Linked DNA regions of Sus scrofa: region 2 is linked to region 1. The links are chromatin contacts, called in public HiChIP or PLAC-seq maps. All regions are on one chromosome and are shown on one strand. Each heading gives the region's core, a stretch centred on a gene start, on an enhancer-like site or on the middle of the called end of the contact. The rest is flanking DNA. Distances are from core to core; before and after follow the strand shown. Region 1 holds the start of NUCKS1 (nuclear casein kinase and cyclin dependent kinase substrate 1). Region 2 holds the start of AVPR1B (vasopressin V1b receptor).

The links. HiChIP or PLAC-seq counts read pairs in DNA pulled down with a chosen protein or histone mark.
Region 2: an H3K27ac HiChIP or PLAC-seq map of alveolar macrophages shows a contact between it and region 1. The contact joins the promoter of AVPR1B here to the promoter of NUCKS1 in region 1. A contact is called at or near these places in 1 of 5 promoter capture datasets (skeletal muscle) and 1 of 2 datasets of contacts at active chromatin or transcription factors (alveolar macrophages).

What each region holds. Positions count from the first base shown.
Region 1 is chr9:66,434,081-66,439,729 of Sscrofa11.1, forward strand. It overlaps NUCKS1 (nuclear casein kinase and cyclin dependent kinase substrate 1), which reads right to left and starts at 1,410. Exons shown (of 7, transcript NM_001244237.1): 1 at 1,213-1,410. The coding sequence starts at 1,229.
Region 2 is chr9:66,773,775-66,779,695 of Sscrofa11.1, forward strand. It overlaps AVPR1B (vasopressin V1b receptor), which reads right to left and starts at 3,142. Exons shown (of 3, transcript XM_003130445.3): 1 at 1,650-3,142. The coding sequence starts at 2,589.

The DNA.
Region 1 (5,649 bases), core at 160-2,659:
TTATCCAGAAAACGCTATGCGAAGTAGCCAATATCTCACGCTGAAAGCATCAAGCATATTACATTAAAAAAAAAAAAAACATTTATTTGCAACAGGCCTCAACAGATTGGACTAAGCCACACCCCTCCATAAATGGCACATTCCATACAACAGCCAGGAGTAGACGGCAAAGGGCGATTCCACCGTCCGCTGGGGGAACAACAAACTTGTTGAAATTCTCAGAATAAAGTCTAACGATTAACCGAAATCTAGCCCCTTTATCATTAAAGTTATCCGGGATAAAGATTAGGTTACAAAAACATCCGAGACGTGTAGACTGCTAAGAGGAGAGAAAGAGGTAGCGGGAAGGAGAACCACCCGGGATTTGGGTCGAGCAGTTAACCCGCACCTCCCTGAGTAGGGGACATTTCCCCGAGGAAGGACATTCCTAGCCGGAGAGAAAAGCGAACTCGGGGTGTGGGGGAAGGGAGTTAACCCACTCAAAACTCCGACTTGGGCGAGAGGCTGCAGTCATTTTCCAGGGCCTAGTCCGGAACTCTCACTTTGGCTGGAGGGGAAAAGAACGGGTCCCGCCCACGCTCGGCCCGATCCGGGAGGCGGGGCCCTGCTGCGACCCTGGAGGACGGAGGCGGGGCCCGGCAGCAGGGTCGCCCCTCCCCCTTTGGATGGAACAACCCCCCCCTCCGCTGGAGAAAGAGGGCTGAGTTCCCCCCGCCCCACGCAAGCCGAGGGGGGAAGGGGGTAAACCACTGGAGATAGAGGGCAGTCTTCCGCCACCCCCCTCAATTATGGGGGTGGGGGCCGAGACTGAGTCCGCTAGTCCCCCACCCCCGCCGGCTCCAAGGGGCCGGCCCGGAGGAGGTGGGGCCTGGGTGGGGGCACTGACTTCACACCCCTCCCCCTCCGGCCGCTGGCGGTTCAGGGAACACCCCGCCCGCTCCAGTGCGGCGAGTGGGGGAGGCAGCAGAGCAGCCCCGAGCCCTGCAGCAGCGCGGGGCGGGGAGAAGCGCGCGCAGAAGCGCGCGGCCGCCACCCCCACGCAGACCCGCGCGCCAGCAAGGCCCCCCACGCTCAAGGGCGCGCGCGGGCCCCGAAAGGGAGGAGGCCGCGCGTGGCACAAGAGAAGGCCGACTCTAGGCTTCTGTCCCCCACTCCTTTACCACTCACCCCAACCCCCTCCAACCCGTTCCAGGCCTCGGACTCCGCACTGACCTGACAGGCCGAGACATGTTCGCTGTCGAAACAGGACCGAGTCGAGAAGCCAAAGACCAGGACCCCCCCCACCCCGCGCGCTCGGCGCCCCACCCCCCCCAACTTCGGCCGATAGGGCCGCTGCCGCCGAACCCCGAGCTGCTGGCTTCTCAAACTCCGCCGCTCCTAGGTTCAGGGCCCCTTAATCTGACGAGCCCCCCGCTCCCCCGTCTCTTCAAAATGGATGAATCAAACCAGCCGAAAATGCGCCAAAGCCGCGGTACAGCCAAACCCACTAGGGCCTGTGGGCTCCGCCCCAACAGGACCGGTCATTGGTGGCCTCTGCCAGATGCGCCGAGCTCATTAGTCCGTTTGAATCATCACGTATCTCAGGCCCCGCCCCCTCCGTGAGATCCTGTTAGTCAAGATGCTCTGAGAGCGCAAGGCCGCAAAACAAAAATGGTCGCTGCTCGGCCCGCCCCCTGGTTTCCACTCCTGCGTTGCAGATTCGTCTTGGGTCGCATCTTGGGACGACTAGGAAAAAAGATTTACGAAAGATTCAGTGTCTTTTAGTGTTAGTTTAATGATGTATCATTTCACCTGGCTTGATCATCTAGAAACTCCACTAATAGCAAAATCTGTGGGATAAGCAGCTGATTCGTCAGGAAGGTACTGCTTCTGAATTGGAGGGAAATTCCATAGGTTCAAAAATTTTGACCTTAAATCCACAAACCCCTTCTCCGTGCTTCAACATTAGCCCTCAAGACCCCAACCGCTGCTAGACCAGAGAGGCAGGCTCATAATCAAGGAATAACTTCACGACAAATTTCCATTCTCTGTTCTGCCCCTAGAGATCACTTTGAGGTCTTTAAAATCCCAGTCATGAGCATCATTTTGGGGGACCAAATGATTAGGAGCATGAGCTCTGGACCAGAAGGTGTTTCAGACTGAACCTCAGGTCCACCACTGAATAGTTGCATAACTTTACTTCTCTGGGCCTCAGTTTTCTGATGTGTAAAATGGGGAACAATAGTACTTAACTCACAGAATTATTAGGATTAAATGAGTTGACTTTAATCAGTCAACTTTAGGACAGTCTCTGGAACACAGTAAGCGCAACATAAGTATTTGTTAAATTCAATCCCTTATCCCTGGATGGTGGGGGGGAGCAGCTGGCTCAAGACACAAGTGAAATAGCTGAGGGTAACTCAGATTATTAGATTTAAATCTGTGAACATTAGTTAGATGCATAAAACTCAGAGGTGGAGCTCAGGATCCCTATATGAATGGCCAGTGTGTACCCCACCATTGTAAAATAGACTTCAATCCCTGTCACAGGGAGTCTGTTAATAACCAACTGAAGATACACTCCATAAACAAACAAACAAACCCACCACTATCACCGCCTGAAAGTTTCCCCTTGTAAAATCTGGCTTCCCTAAGGGAAGAGAATGGCAGTCCACCAAGCAAAGCATTAAACAAGTCGTATTTCCTCTTCCATGTCACTCCACCTTTTCTCTGCTGAAAGTTGGTGGTGGTAGTTTAAATTAAAAAATAAAAATGGGGGGAGTTCCCATTGTGGCACAGCGGAAATGAATCTGACTAGGAACCATGAGGTTGCGGGTTCAATCCCTAGCCTCTGGCCTCGCCCAGTGGGTTAAGGATCCAGCTTTGCTATGGAGCTGTGGTATAGGTCACAGACACGGCTTGGATCCGGTGTTGCTGTGGCTGTGGTGTAGGAGGGCAGCAACAGCTCCAATAGCCTGGGAACATCCATATGCTGTGGGTGGGGCCCTAAAAAGCAAAGAGCAAAAAAAACAAAATTTTTTCTGCCTTTTAAAGGCTGAATAATATTTCATATATATATATATATCACATTTTGTTTATCCATTCAACTGTCAGTGGACAGCTGGATCACTTCCGGGTTTTGGTTATTGTGAATAATTGCTTCTGTGAACACGATATATAAATCTCTCTTCTTTATTCATCCTGCTTTCAATTCTTTGGGGTATATACCCAGAAGTGGAATAGATCATATCGTAGGAGTTCCCGTCCTGGCACAGTGGAAATGAATCCGACTAGGAACCATGAGGTTTCGGGTTCAACCCCTGGCCTCGCTCAGTGGGTTAAGGATCCGGCGTTGCTGTGAGCTGTGGTGTAGGTTGCAGACACGGCTCGGATCTGGCATTGCTGTGGCTGTGGTGTAGGTCAGTGGCTACAGCTCCAATTCGACCCCTAGCCTGGGAACTTCCATATGCCACAGGAGCAGCCCTAAAAGGACAGAAAAAAAAAAAAAAAAAAAAAAAGGTCATATAGTAATTCTATTTTTAATTTTTGGGGAATCTCTGTACGATTTTCTATAGCATGTGCACCATTTAACATTCCCACCAACGTACAAGGGTTCCAGTTTCTCCAAATTTTGCCAACACTTATTTTGGTTGGTTTCTTTTGTTTGTCTTTTTTAGGGCCTCACTCTCAGTGTATTGTAGGTTCCCAGGCTTGGGGGCAAATCAGAGCTGTAGCTGCCGGCTTATACCACAGCCACAGCAATGCAGGATCCGAGCCACATCTGCAACCTACGCTGCAGCTTATGGCAATGCCAGATCCTTTAACCCACTGATCATGGCCAGGGATCAAACCGATCTCATGGATTGTAGTCAGGTTTTTAACCCGGTGAGCTAGGGAACTCCTGTTTTGTTTTGATATTAGTCATCCTAGTGGGTGTCCCTATATGTTTTGACTAAGTGTATTATCATCCATATCATTGTCAAGATGCCAGTGCAGAGACTGGAGAGGTACAGTAATCATGAATGACTTTGTTGGGAGCTCTTTTATTAGGTCAGATTACTATTATTTTAGCAAATACCATTATTTGTTATTGTGAGAGGAGGCAGAGGAATTCATGTTACTCATTTATTAGGTAATGAAAGGAAGAGGCCATAGTTTACATGTCCAGGCAGGTGGAAAGTTCAGAACAAGTCTTCTAGACCTTGGCACTATAATTTATTTCAAGGCCAACACACAGATGGCCACTGAATGAAGGCTTTTCCTCTTCTAAGCTGAGGGGCATAGTCTATCTATCTCTTCACCTTAGCTTCAGCTAACATCTTCCCTCTATTTGCTTTATTCACTCAGCATTTTAACAAACACGGTCTCTTAGGAAGGAAGTAAAGTAGGACTTGAATTTCTAGTTTACTTTTTAGTTGGCAAGTCCAGAGTTATAGGAGTCCCAGCACTGTGTCCCTGGCAGTCAAGGGAGCGTGGAATGCAACTTCCAAGGTCGGTTCCCTCCAGCGCATCCCCAGATGATACCCTGGACACCTGTGTCAGGCACAGCTAGCGTGTAGGAAACTAAAGAAAGACACTGATCTTATGACAGGTCAAATCTTAGATGCACCATTGGTTCACCCTGAAGGGACAATATACTTAGTGAAACTAGGAGAAATTATGAAAACAAAAGAGGCACAGGAGACAGAAAAGACAGTTATTCTTTCCCCTTGGAAATGAGGTCCTTTTAAACCCAATTCTTAATTTCCCCTATGATTTTAGTTTAAGGAGCCTTTTCTGGAGTCCCCATCATGGCTCAGTGGTAATGAATCCGACCAACTAGTATCCATGAGAATTCAGGTTCCATCCCTGGCATCGCTCAGTGGGGTGGGGATCCCGTGTTGCTGTGACTGTGGTGTAGCCTGACAGCTACAGCTCTGATTGGACCCCTAGCCTGGGAATTTCCATATGCCTTGGTTGTGGCCCTAAAAAGACAAAAAAAAAAAAAAAAAAAAAAAAAAAGTAGCCTTCTTCTTCTCCCTTGCATATGTTAAAGATATTAAGTGGCAGTGCAGGGTTGGTGAGACTGAAGACTCTTCTCTGTGCCTAATAAAGACCCATTTCCTTCAAGGCCATGCTGTCTTTGCTTGCAGCTTTGTAAAAATTTTCGAGCCCTTACTCTGAGCTGGGCAATTCTAGTTCCATGGCCTCATGAAAGACAGCTGACTAGGTTTAAAGACAGGCACTGCTTCTACTGACCACAGGTGCTTGGAAAGGGACCTGTCTTTGAAGACCCAGCCAAGAAGTTACAGAAAACTTCTCCAGGCTTTTTCTTTTCTTTCTTTTTTTTTTTTTTTAAATCTTCCACCTCCAACCTGCTGACTCTCATCCCCATCACAACACTCATAAGAAAGGATGGGACGGAAGAGCTTTGTGTCTGCTTAGTCTTTTTGTAATCCCAGAGGCCAAAAACCTGCTTGGAGTTCATGGTTAAACAGGATGCTCCATTGGCTCAGGTCCCTGCCAGAAAAATACTGGGCCAAAGTCAATTTACTTTTTATTTTTATTTATTGTTTTGCTTTTTAGGGCTGCACCCGAGGCATATGGAAGTTCACAGGCTAGAGATCGAATCTGAACTGCAGCTACTGGCCTGCTCTATGGCCATAACAACGCCAGATCCAAGCCGTATCT
Region 2 (5,921 bases), core at 1,892-4,391, 340 kb after region 1:
AAATAAATAGCCCCTTGTCCAGACTGATGTCCAAAAGGTGGTTAACAAGAGGTACGGTGGGATGGTCAGCATCACACTCCTCTTGCTAAATTGTGTTAATGTCACTAACAGCCTTCCCTTACTTCATCTCTCCAGAAAAGGCAAAGCATTTGGCTGGAGTGTGGCCTGGGATGAGCCAAATGAGATCAGAAACAAAAGCACAGGCAAAGAGGACCACTCCCTAAGATCTAGTAGGAAGGGGTAGCCTGGGTCTACTGGCCAGTGAACCCTCCAGAAGCTTTCAGAGGAGCCTGTGCACAGGGCCTCCCTGGGCAATTACGTGTTGCACCTGTTATACATCCCCAGCTTTGCATAAGAGATGCTGCACTGCAGAGCACCCCGTCACCCTGTTTTGAGGACACCCAGGCCACTTACTTGTCCTCACTCTTCTTAGGGGAACCAGAACAGATGTCTGGTTTGTTTGTTTGTTTGTTTGTTGTTTTTTGTTTGTTTGTTTTGTCTTTTTGCCTTTTCTGGGGCCACTCCTATGGCATATGGAGGTTTCCAAGCTAGGGGTCGAATCGGAGCTGTAGCTGTCGGCCTACGCCACAGCCACAACAACGCCAGATCCGAGCCATGTCTGTGACCTACGCCACAGCTCACGGCAACGCCAGATCCTTAACCCACTGAGTGAGGCCAGGGATCAAACCTGCAACCTCATGGTTCCTAGTTGGATTTGTTAACCACTGAGCCACGATGGGAACTCCGGGAATAGATGCCTTTGAATACCACTCTCCAACATTTTTGCTGCCCACCCCCAGCACCTACCTTTCTGAGAACACGCTCACCCCCAAATGGCCTGGCGGTCTGGAGGTATCTAAAACTTAGGAGGCTGTGATCGACCTCACTCCAAAAAAGTCACCAAAACATGGCCTCCCACGTGCCACCCGGGACCCAGTCCACCTGGAGGGCTCCATTTTGTTTTTCACGTAGGAGGAAGGCTCCTCTCCTCATCCCTTTCAGAGCCAGGATTATTGAAGGGGGGCACAGAGTTGAGGAAAAAGTCAAGGAACAGCAAGCCTGGGTTCTATTCTTCACTTTGCTCCTTCCTAGCTGTGTGGCCTTGGGCAAGTCACGTTTCCTCTCTGGGCCTCTGCTTTCTCATCAGGGTTGAATTGAAATTTCGGGGTTTCAGGCTAGTTAACTGGAAGGGCTGTTGAGAAGGAGTTCAAAGTCATGTTCAGGTGCAGGGGGGCAAGAGTGATGAGAGCTACAGTTCGTGGGCCACACATGGACATCCTGGACTGAATCATGTGAAAATCCCTTTCAAACATCAAGCAAACTGCCAGTTGCTTGATCAAATCTACTAATGGTCATATTTCCTTAGGGTCATATAGCATCTTTAAATGATTCAATTAGCTACCAACATTTTTAAACATGGAAATTCCCATGACAAACTTCACATGGCATCGGCTGCCTGGCTGGGAGTTGCAGCTGAGCCCTTTCACGTGGGACAAGCACCATCTCTCTGAATTGTTTTCACTCATTTGTGGCCTGTCTAGCCCTGGGAGTCACTGTAACCCTGTCCTCATATTCTCATTCTCCTTTCTCTGCATTTTTCCTCCTCATTCCCCCCTCCCCCCACCCCTGCCACCAGACAACACACTTGCCTTCGTCAGGGGCATTCTCATCCCATACAGACCACATCTGGACACTGAAGAAAGGTGCCCAGCAGGCGATGTAGGCCAGCACAATGACAAAGGTCATCTTCACAGTTCGGATCTTGGCCCGTGAGATGGTACTGATGCTGCTGACCCGGGAGGGCAGCCCCCGCATGGCGGCAGCCTGGGCCAAAGGTAAGGGTTCGTTCCAAGTCCTCCGACCCCCTCCTTCCACCTTCCAGGCCTGAGTCTTGACTTTTAGGTTCTTGCAGATTTCGTGGCAGATGAGGCTGTAGCAGGCCGTGAGCGTGGCCACAGGCAGGATGAAGATGGCCAGGGTGGTCCAGGTGATGTAGGCCCGTGGCCCCCAAGGGAAGCGGAAGTCTGCCCAGCAGTCCAGCACGCCGGAGCCCTGGATCACCTCTCGCAAAGAAAAAATGAAGACTTGAGGGAGGCTGAGGAGGGCGGCCAGCAGCCAGGGAGCTGCGATGAGTGGGTAGGTGGACCGGTTGGGCTGCTGGAGGCTGCGCAGAGGGTGACAAACGGCCAGGTAGCGGTCCAGTGTCATGGCCAGCAGCATGTAAGTGGAGGCGAACATGCTGAGCACCTGTAGGTACTTAACGGCCCGGCAGAGAGGGTCAGGGCCCTGGAAGCGGTAGGTGATGTCCCACAGCAGCTGGGGCAGCACCTGGAAGAGCGCCACGCCCAGGTCCGTCAGGGCCAGGTGCAGCACAAACAGGTGCATGCGGGAGCGCTTGCGGCCTGGCTGTCCCAAGGTCAGCAGCACAGTCAGGTTGCCCCCTGTCGCCAGCACCAGGACAGTGGCCAACACTCCAATCTCCACCTTGGCCAGTTCCTCATCCCGGCCCAGCCAGGGTGTGGTGGCATTGGGGACAGAGAGAGTGCCTCCAGGGGTGGGGTTGGCCAACCAAGGAGGTCCCGAATCCATGGCGGAAGTCTTCGGGGAGGGACAGGGACGAGGAGAGGGATGGATGGAGAGTTGGGTGCAAGTGGAGAGGGTCAAGGAGTGAGATGGAGGGGGGAGGGGAAGATTTAAGATGGAAGAAAGGAGGAGGGTGAGGATGCCAGGGAGAAGGGCTGAAATTGGGTGAAAATAGTTAAGAGGACAGGGATAGAGAGGATGAGGGAGAAAGAGATAAGGACGGACCTATAAGGCGCCGATCCTAGAGAGGGGAGGGGGAAACCGGCAGCGAAGGGACGGAGGAGTCAGGGAGGCAAGGTGTCAGGAAGGAAAGAATGGATGAGGCTGTGCAAGGTGAGGCTTCTGAAAAGGAAAGAAGGCTGGGGGAGCTGGCACCACTCCTGAATCCACCCTGAGTTCACTTTCTCCAAACTTTTCTGGAAGTGGAAAGCAGATGTCTCTAAGCCTGCTTGGAGGCGCGGTCAGAGCCGTCCGTCAGCGTCACCCGTCCACCCGCGGAGCGGGAAGCCCCAGTGTGGCGGTCCCAGCCTGGCCCGCGCACCCTGGCGGGCGGGAGGCGACAAGCGGCAGCGACAGAGCATCGGCTCAGCCTGAGCAGGTTTTATGGGCTCACAGCCGGAGCGCTCCGGCCCCTCCGCACGCCGGTTGGCTCCTGCAGAGGAGGGCGGAGTGACACAGGCACCCAGCCGGCGGCGGGGGGACGGAGAGGCTGGCTGGAGGGGGTAGAGGGGAGTGTCCGGGGAGAGTCGGGGAGGAGGAACAGAGGGTGGACCAGGCACAGGCAGGGAGAGAAGGTGGATCAGGGACAGAGAGGGTGGGAAGGGGACCGCACAAGTCAGCGCTCACCTGCCAGAGGGACCCATGGATCCGCAAACAGGCAGGTAACCTCATCTTGGCTCGCGCTTGGAACCATCGGACTGTCTCCCAAGACAGATGCATACCCAGGGAATGGGGGGTGGCCACTCACCATGTGGGGACCCTAAGGCTAGCAGCGCTGTTGGGTTCCTTGTTAGCCCAGCAAGGGTCCAAGAACGGCAGGTGTGGCCAGGTGGGCGAGGCAAGGCCCCAGAAGGCGCTCTTAGCCCTTGGGAGCGACCTTGACGACTCCTTCCGAGGAAACAGGTGGAGGTCTTAAAGGATAGCGGGCGGGGAAGCAGGACATGTGCGAAGAGGGGGCAATAGTGGTGACAGGAAGGCAGGGGTGGGAGGAGTTAGACCTGGAGTTCTGCAGTTCAGGATAGGTTAACCCGTGGACTCCAGAGTCCTTCTCAAGCAGCATCATAAAGGCAGTAAACCACCCTATGAGAGGAACCGTGGAGGCCCATGGACGTTACATGACTTGCTCTGGAAGATCACAGAACTAGTAAGCAGTAGAGGCAGGACTAGACCCAGGGCATATGCTTTTCCAAGAGCGGCCTTATCCAGTGTGTGAGAGGCGCTGGCGCAGAGGGTCCAAAGAAAAATAAACCACCAGGGCCCAGAGGAAGCTTATGGTTCAGTGGAGAATGTAGTGTGTGGTCCTGGTTGTGGAACTCACTTTATTTTTAGTACATATAGCAGGTGGGTTATTGGGACTCCCTAGAGCGTATTAGAAGTTCCTTAGGTGTGACAACAGCACGTTTACACCCTCAGAAAGGGCAGGGTTCATCATTGTACCAGAGGTCCTCTTGTCCTGACTTTTAATCAAACCAGATCCCCCTTTAAAGTGCCACCCCCCATCCAGTTAACATCACTTTTTTTTTTTTTTTTGTCTTTTCCAGGGCTGCACTTGCAGCATATGGAGGTTCCCAGGCTAGGGGCCTAATCAGAGCTGTTGCTGCTGGCCAATGCCAGAGCCATTCAATGCCAGATCTGAGCCGTGTCTGCCACCTACACCATAGCTCACGGCAACACCGGATCCTTAACCCACTGAGCAGGGCCAGGGATCGAACCTGAAAACTCATGGTTCCTAGTCAGATTCATTAACCACTGAGCCACGAAGGGAACTCCACATCACTTTTTTTTTTTATATGGTCTTTTTAGGGCCACACCCACAGCATATGGAAGTTCCCAGGCTAGGGGTCAAATCAGAGCTGTAGCCACAGGCCTATGCCACAGCCACAGCAACACCAGATCTGAGCCATGTCTTCAACCTACACCACAGCTCAAGGCAACACATCCTTTAACCCACTCAGTGAGGCCAGGGATGGAACCTGTGTCCTCAAGGATACTGGTCCAGTTGGTTACCTCTGAGCCCTGATGGGAACTCCTAACAGCACTTCTTGAAGAGCCTCCATCCTAAACAGCCACCATGCTCTCATGCATCTCATGCATCTCCACTCCATCCCACTGCCACCGTGCTTGCACCGTTTCTCACCTGACATACTGTAGCAGCCTCCGTTTGTGCTCTGCAGCCAAAGCCCCAACTTTTCAAGGATTTTGCTCTTTAAATTTTAAGTCTCTCTACCGGATCATTTTAGGCAGGCAAACAAACTCTAGGGTCTGTGCGTTAAGAAATTATATATGTATATATAATATATATATTATAAATATATATATAAACTCACCTCAGCTATTACAGCAAGACTCAAAAGGGCTGTCTGTGCATATCTCCCTCTTCCTGCTCCCAGTTATTCACCCACCTCCAGCTATTACAGCAAGACTCAAAAGGGCTGTCTGTGCATATCTCCCTCTTCCTGCTCCCAGTTATTCACTTTTTGATGTATTCACTTAAAATTATACACATTTAAATATATTGTTTTACCATGAAGTATTATATTTATGGTAGATCCACTCCACTTTTTAATTTTTAAAATATACTTATTTTTACATGTGCATAGTATAAAGAGTCAGATGATTTTATAGTGGAGTTCGTATAAAAGTAATCGTACTCCAATATTACCCCTATTTTTTCAACTCCCTAAAGGTAAAAATCTTCTTCCAAACAAAAAAAAATTTTTTTTGATTAAAGGAAAATTTAATCATATACAAAAGTACAAAGAATAGTATAGGAAAACCCCATATTTTCATCCCCTGGTTTTAGCAATTATCAATAGATAGCCAATCTTTTTTTTTTTTTTTTTTTTCTTTTTAAGGCCACTCCAGTGGCATATGGAGGTTCCCAGTCTAGGGGTTGAGTTGGAGCTCAGCGGCCGGCCTACACCACAGCCACAGCAATGCCAGATCTGAGCCACGACTGTGACCCACACTGCAGCTCACAGCAACACCGCCACTCCTTAATCCACTGAGAAAGGCCAGAGATCGAACCCGCAACCTCATGGTTCCTAGTTGGATTCCTTTACAGTGAGCCACGACGGGAACTCCTAGATAGCCAGTCTTGTTTTATCTACTTCGTCGTT